Linked DNA regions of Gasterosteus aculeatus: region 2 is linked to region 1. The links are chromatin contacts, called in public Hi-C maps. All regions are on one chromosome and are shown on one strand. Each heading gives the region's core, a stretch centred on a gene start, on an enhancer-like site or on the middle of the called end of the contact. The rest is flanking DNA. Distances are from core to core; before and after follow the strand shown.

What was found. Hi-C and Micro-C count contacts between places; a contact is called where the count stands out from the background.
Region 2: a contact with region 1 is called in a Hi-C map of tail fin, with 6 times the contacts expected there. The contact joins the promoter of slc52a3-2b here to the enhancer-like site in region 1. A contact is called at or near these places in 5 of 6 Hi-C or Micro-C datasets (blood and trunk muscle, skeletal muscle, tail fin and 1 more).

The regions. Positions count from the first base shown.
Region 1 is chr20:15,950,890-15,953,589 of fGasAcu3.hap1.1, forward strand. No RefSeq gene overlaps it. Among protein-coding and RNA genes, the nearest start is that of LOC120810967, 13 kb to the right of the region's middle. Within about 2 kb of position 1,337, at least 1 of the 9 cell types and tissues checked has open chromatin away from gene starts, as enhancers often do.
Region 2 is chr20:16,029,794-16,032,650 of fGasAcu3.hap1.1, forward strand. It overlaps slc52a3-2b (solute carrier family 52 member 3-2b), which reads right to left and starts at 1,257. Exons shown (of 4, transcript XM_040166106.2): 1 at 959-1,257.

The DNA of each region.
Region 1 (2,700 bases), core at 87-2,586:
TTATTGGGTTTTGACAAATTGTAAACGGGATGGAGAATGAATACGGGAATAGAAAAAGGGAGCACTTTAACTTTTTTTTTTCCTATTAGAAATAAATGGAAACACTGTGTTGACTTGTGACACATCACAGTGGAAACAGGCGTGCGTGAATGACACCCCGGGGCTCCGATATTCATATCTCATGAAAACATGCCGCGGATTCTCTTTGTTATGTTTCAAAGACTAAATTAACTATCCGAATCAAAGCAACTTGACATTTAGTCACTTTCTTAAAAATAGGTAAATAAATAAATGAGTGAGGTTAATGTTTGTGTTGTCTTTGTTTTAAATGAAGAAATACCCCACAAACTGAGCACCCATCACGCAGGCAAATCATTAATTTTTGGATTGTTATGTAGACACAATTTACATATAAATGTGTTTTGTATAAATACAAAAAATAGAAATACACTATAGTGATAAATGACACCCTCAAGACTCAAATTTACAATTCAAATGTTAAACGTGCTGATTATATTCAAGAACAATTTGACCTTTTGTAATTAGGTTTTTTTGGGGGGCTTCAAATGGAATTTTACATGTTTTCTGTTGCAGTTAAGATTGTCATGGTTGACTTTTCCCTCATTTTTAACTACGTAAGAATACTTTTGGTTGACACTGGCCGACACTACAGGTTTATAATATAATCAAAAGCTGGAAAGTCCTGTTATTCTGCTTCTTACTTCTTGTCCCCCACATTTTAAAAAGGCAAATATTGTATTTCACAACTATATTTATACTTTAATCGTTTATTCAAGTGCTGCAGTCATTATTCACTCTTACCTTTTTACCGCGATGTAAAATATATGGTATTCATTATTATTAAAAGGCCCTGCACAGCACCACAGGTGTTCTCAGCCACTTTGGCTGATTGGACCTTCTAGAGCGAAGCTCTTTTACATCGTGGTACGGATACTTTTCCATGAGAAAAGGGGAAGTATTTCCTCGACTACTGATTGTTATCAAAGCATGAAATAATTAGGACAGATGCACAGCATATTTAAGCTAAACGAGGTTCTGTTTTTTAGCAGTTCCTCTATACAAATCTATGAGAAGCAATAAAGACCTGATCACAGTGCTTCTACCTCTAATAAAAGTTATTGTTTCATAATAAAAACGCGTTACATATGTAAACTATAGACCATCAACACCCCGTTTCTGCTTCCAGAGGCCGCCATTCCACATTTCGTCCACATGGTGGCATCGTTCCGCGTGTCGCTCTGTGTGTGTGTGTGCAGGTGCGCGTGTGTGCATTTGGATGTTTGTGCACACGTGTGTGCGTACCATCACGTGTTTGACGGCGCTGATCTGACTCAGGCTAATGAATGCTGCCAATGCGGCTGACACAGAGTGACACGGGGGACAAGAAAAAGACCCTCTTCTCTGCCAAGGCCTCCATCTCCGAGCCTTTAAATAACCCCCGCGCGGCCCACTGCATGTTTATTAGTCATGTACCAGACGAGCGGCTGACGGACGCGGATGCTCATTACCTGTTAGTGTTGCTTCATCTGTGCCCTGTGAGGGTCATCACTCAGAAGCAAACAGGCCCGACGCGGGCACAGGTTGGAGAAGTGATATTTGACTGAACTGAACGCTCCCTGATCAGACCAATGTGCATGCAGTATAGTGGGCATATTGTGCTACCAGTGGAGCATGTTCCCATGAGAGTTTTGACTAATAATAATGCCCCTGTCCTCTCTTTTACCCGCCTCCCCAGGTATTTTCTCAGTAGGTTAGGTTACCTTACATCTGCATAAGTAACACACATCCCTTTTTTTTTGTATATCGAGATATCTGATATTCTGGCAATTGTGCAGTGTGACATGCTGTGGCCCGGGAGGCAGACCTGCCCCGTCCCCCTCGCGCCTCCACGCATGACATCACCATCGTCTGCTTTTAATTAAAAGACAGGAATTGGCAGTTGTGGGAAATATGAGCAAAATATTTGAATTTCAATCACTATTACACTTCCCTTATTTCACACTCGCTGCACCCGCGGAATGTGCCGCGCTGCTGCACAGCCAGTGATGGGATCACTCACTGAGCATTAGGCCCGGGAGCAGAGCAAGGAGGGGAGAGGGCCGTGCAGAACTGTCGGCCCGGAGCGGTAGCTACTTTTCGTGCAAGAGGGCTCAGTTTGCATCGACGGTGACGCTTGCACACAATGCCCCTTTGGCGGCGTTACCACGCAACAGCAGTGGGGTAAAAAGATTAAACGGAAGGAGGCAATTATTTATTATACATCTCAATATGCAAAGATGCATCATCTAAGTAAATATTGGCTAATTTGTACACATTTCCACATCACAAACCATGCATTTTTGACACATTAGTCAAAGAATTTGTATTTCTACTTCATAAACCAGAAAATACTGTTCACAACCATAAAACAAACTGTCTATGTTTAAAAAAAGTTCTCTAAATCATTGTTTGAACAATATATAAACAAACCCCTCAGTTAAAACCTTCAGAATAAAGGGATGTTTGGTGTATGGAAGCGGTACTGAGCTGGAATTATCTTGTTTAGAGAAATAAATAAAGTGCACTTTAAAATACGTAAATCCAGTTGACGTAGGATTAAAATACAGATGATCAAATGGCACAATGAATTCTCCCTCTGTTATCTTACATTGAACAAGAGTTTAAACATCTTGCAGAGTT
Region 2 (2,857 bases), core at 7-2,506, 79 kb after region 1:
TCAATGAAGTGATGTACGAGATAATGTACATGACACGCTAATCCTCGGTTTAATTCTCATGGCCTGCTTGGTCTCTGTTGGCTTCCCTCTGTGCCAGCACTTCTTTTGTTTGGCCTAATAAGTTGCCTTTCTAGTTTGACAATCTTTAACACAAAAGCGGTATTTTCAAAAAGGTTTGGCAGGGCATCTGGTTGCGTCCCTCCGACAAACCTTGGAAATATGTGACCTACCAGCAGCAAAGACTGTTGGATGTTTGAAATTGTGACATGTGTCATTAGTGCCCAACACAAGTAATGCGGTTTCTAGCGAAAAGTCTTTTGCATTAATTGCAAAAAAAACTAAGTGTAGCCATCCATGTAAAGGCAACATTATTGAGGAGACACCATAAACAAGAACAAAATAAAACTCTACAGACAATCAAAGCACATTTTGTCACGGTTGTCGGCTAAAAAACATCATGCTGCTGTAGAGCATTGCACATTAAAAGGCTGATTTAACTATTTCTAGGATTCATTGTCATGCAGCATATACAGTGTGAGTGGAAATGAGTGTTATTGACTATTGTGGATTGACACTGATATTTTGTTTTAATTAGCAATCACACATTTACTGTTGAACCAATTAAAAACAAATGTCCTCAGTAGGCTTAAGTAATATTATAATATAAAACTGCTTTTGCATGTCTATCATTAATCATCATCATCATTTCATTAATAGATGAGGTTGTTGTAGATGAGGGCAGTTGCTTAAAAAGCACAGTGGAAAACCTGCCAGAGCTTATTTAGATTTTTTTGGGGTTTACTTTGCGTAACTTTTCGTGTTTATTTCGAAAAATTTCAACAGAATAATTTCTTCATGTGACAGAGTTCCTCCTTTTATAACTACACAGCTTAGAACAAAACAGAGTATTTTAAATAACCTCTATTTATCATTTTACATAAGACAAGATACCGCCTACCTGCTCGTGGGAAAGGACGGGCAAAGGCAGTTTATCCCGGGTTACTCAGATCACACACAGTGGCCGGCTGATATCTGTGGGTATGCCTGAACCGGAGCGCTTTGCATTTGACTTTGCTGGATCTCTGAGTCTGTCAGGTGACTGCAGAGGGCCCAGTCAGGGGGGGGAAGTTTTGAAAGTCTAAAAGGGGGGGAGGGGAGGGAAGAGGGTGGTGTAGGAGAGAGAGGAAAGAACTAGAGAGGATGGAATGATGGAGGAAGGAGATTTTAGTAAATGTTGAAACGGGTAAAGATTGAATCAGATGTATTTTAATACTCTTTTCCCATCTCTCTACAAGGCACGTGTGGGCAGCTTAGCCAAGCAGAAGAGGCCTTTGGACGGCTCTCTGGGCTTTCTCCGTGGGTGTTTTGTCAGGGTCAGTCTGGCTTTTGTTCAGCGTGAATTCCAGCCTAATGGAATGGCCCCTGCTGGGCACCAGCGCCATGGTACTTCATTTGAGTGCCCCCACCTCTGCATTCACTGGCACTATGTGTCCTCCATAAAAGTACAGTAGAGCAAATTCCCTTTAATACTGAAAAAAAAACAACTACTTGAGCTTTGGATGTGAGGTTAAGTCTACTGTTGTGTTACTAACAAATTAAAACCTTGTTAAATTTGGCCAACTAAATTATTAATGCCCTGATTAACACATGTTCAAATGATGAAATGTCTCTATAATGTAACAGCAGGATGCTTGAATTAACAAGTGAAAGTTCATATATGCTGATTGCATGCCCTCTTTGCTCTGCTGCACCGTGAGGCCCAGTCACGGGACAGTGTTGTTTTGACACAAAGTCAGGATTGTCATTGTGAAGATTTGTGTAGAAGTACAATACTTTGCTTTCTTTCTCAAGACTGCTGGTCCGTGTTTTTGAACAAATATGTCTGTGTTTTTGGTTCCGCATGTCCGTGTGAGTCTCAAAGACTCCCTTGTTAGGCATCAACGGGAGGGGAACTGGAGCTGGGAATCCACAGATTGAATTTGTGCGATTGAGAATGTATTATTAAATATGATACTCAGAGGGGGAAAGGTAAAATCAACAGCGGCAAAAGGGATTTGTGTAATGATATAAAAGGGAGGCAGTGACATTCAATCCAAAACAGAGCGAGGATGTTTAGAAAGTGAGTACATACCATAAAGTGTGAGTACTAATGCACACTTTTCATTAAATCTAGTGTCTATTCTTACCTCATACTTTTCAAATGTACACAGGGAAATCTTTTTGCCACAGAATGTGGAAAAATGTATGTAACCCTTCAAAATGTTTCATTGAATGAACAAGGTTATAAATTGCAAATGCTGGGATGGTGTGATAAAGAATTGAGCTGGAGTGTCTCACGCCGATAAGATGCCAGTCTGCTGCCTGTAGAGACACAACAAGTCGGTTTGGAGGCCGCCTGTAGGTATAAGAAAGAACTGCCTGGCCCTGTTGTGGGAGGAGGAGGGTTCTTGGCAGTCTACTGAGCACGTAGCTGTTGTGACCGTTTTTCCCTTGCAAGGAAATAAACGGAGAAAGACATATTTGACTCAGAGCCTTATTCTTATTTACCGATCTCTTTACCGATGTCTGTGCAAAGTCTTCCACAACAGATGTTACAAATATTCATAGCAAGATCAAGTCAAGCTGACAGAAGAAGCCGTTTCTTTAACCAAGCAAACAAGGTAACGCGAATGACGAATAACTGTAATTGTGAGTGCATGATATTATGGGTGGCCAGTTAATAGTTGCACGCCGAAAGTCTTCTCATGGTGTTCAGGGCTCACTCAAAAAAAAACACTATAGGTGTCGCTAGTGATAACGCAGCCGAACCCTTAAAAGACCTAATGATGTATTACATGTTTCTTGCAGGGTTAGGAAG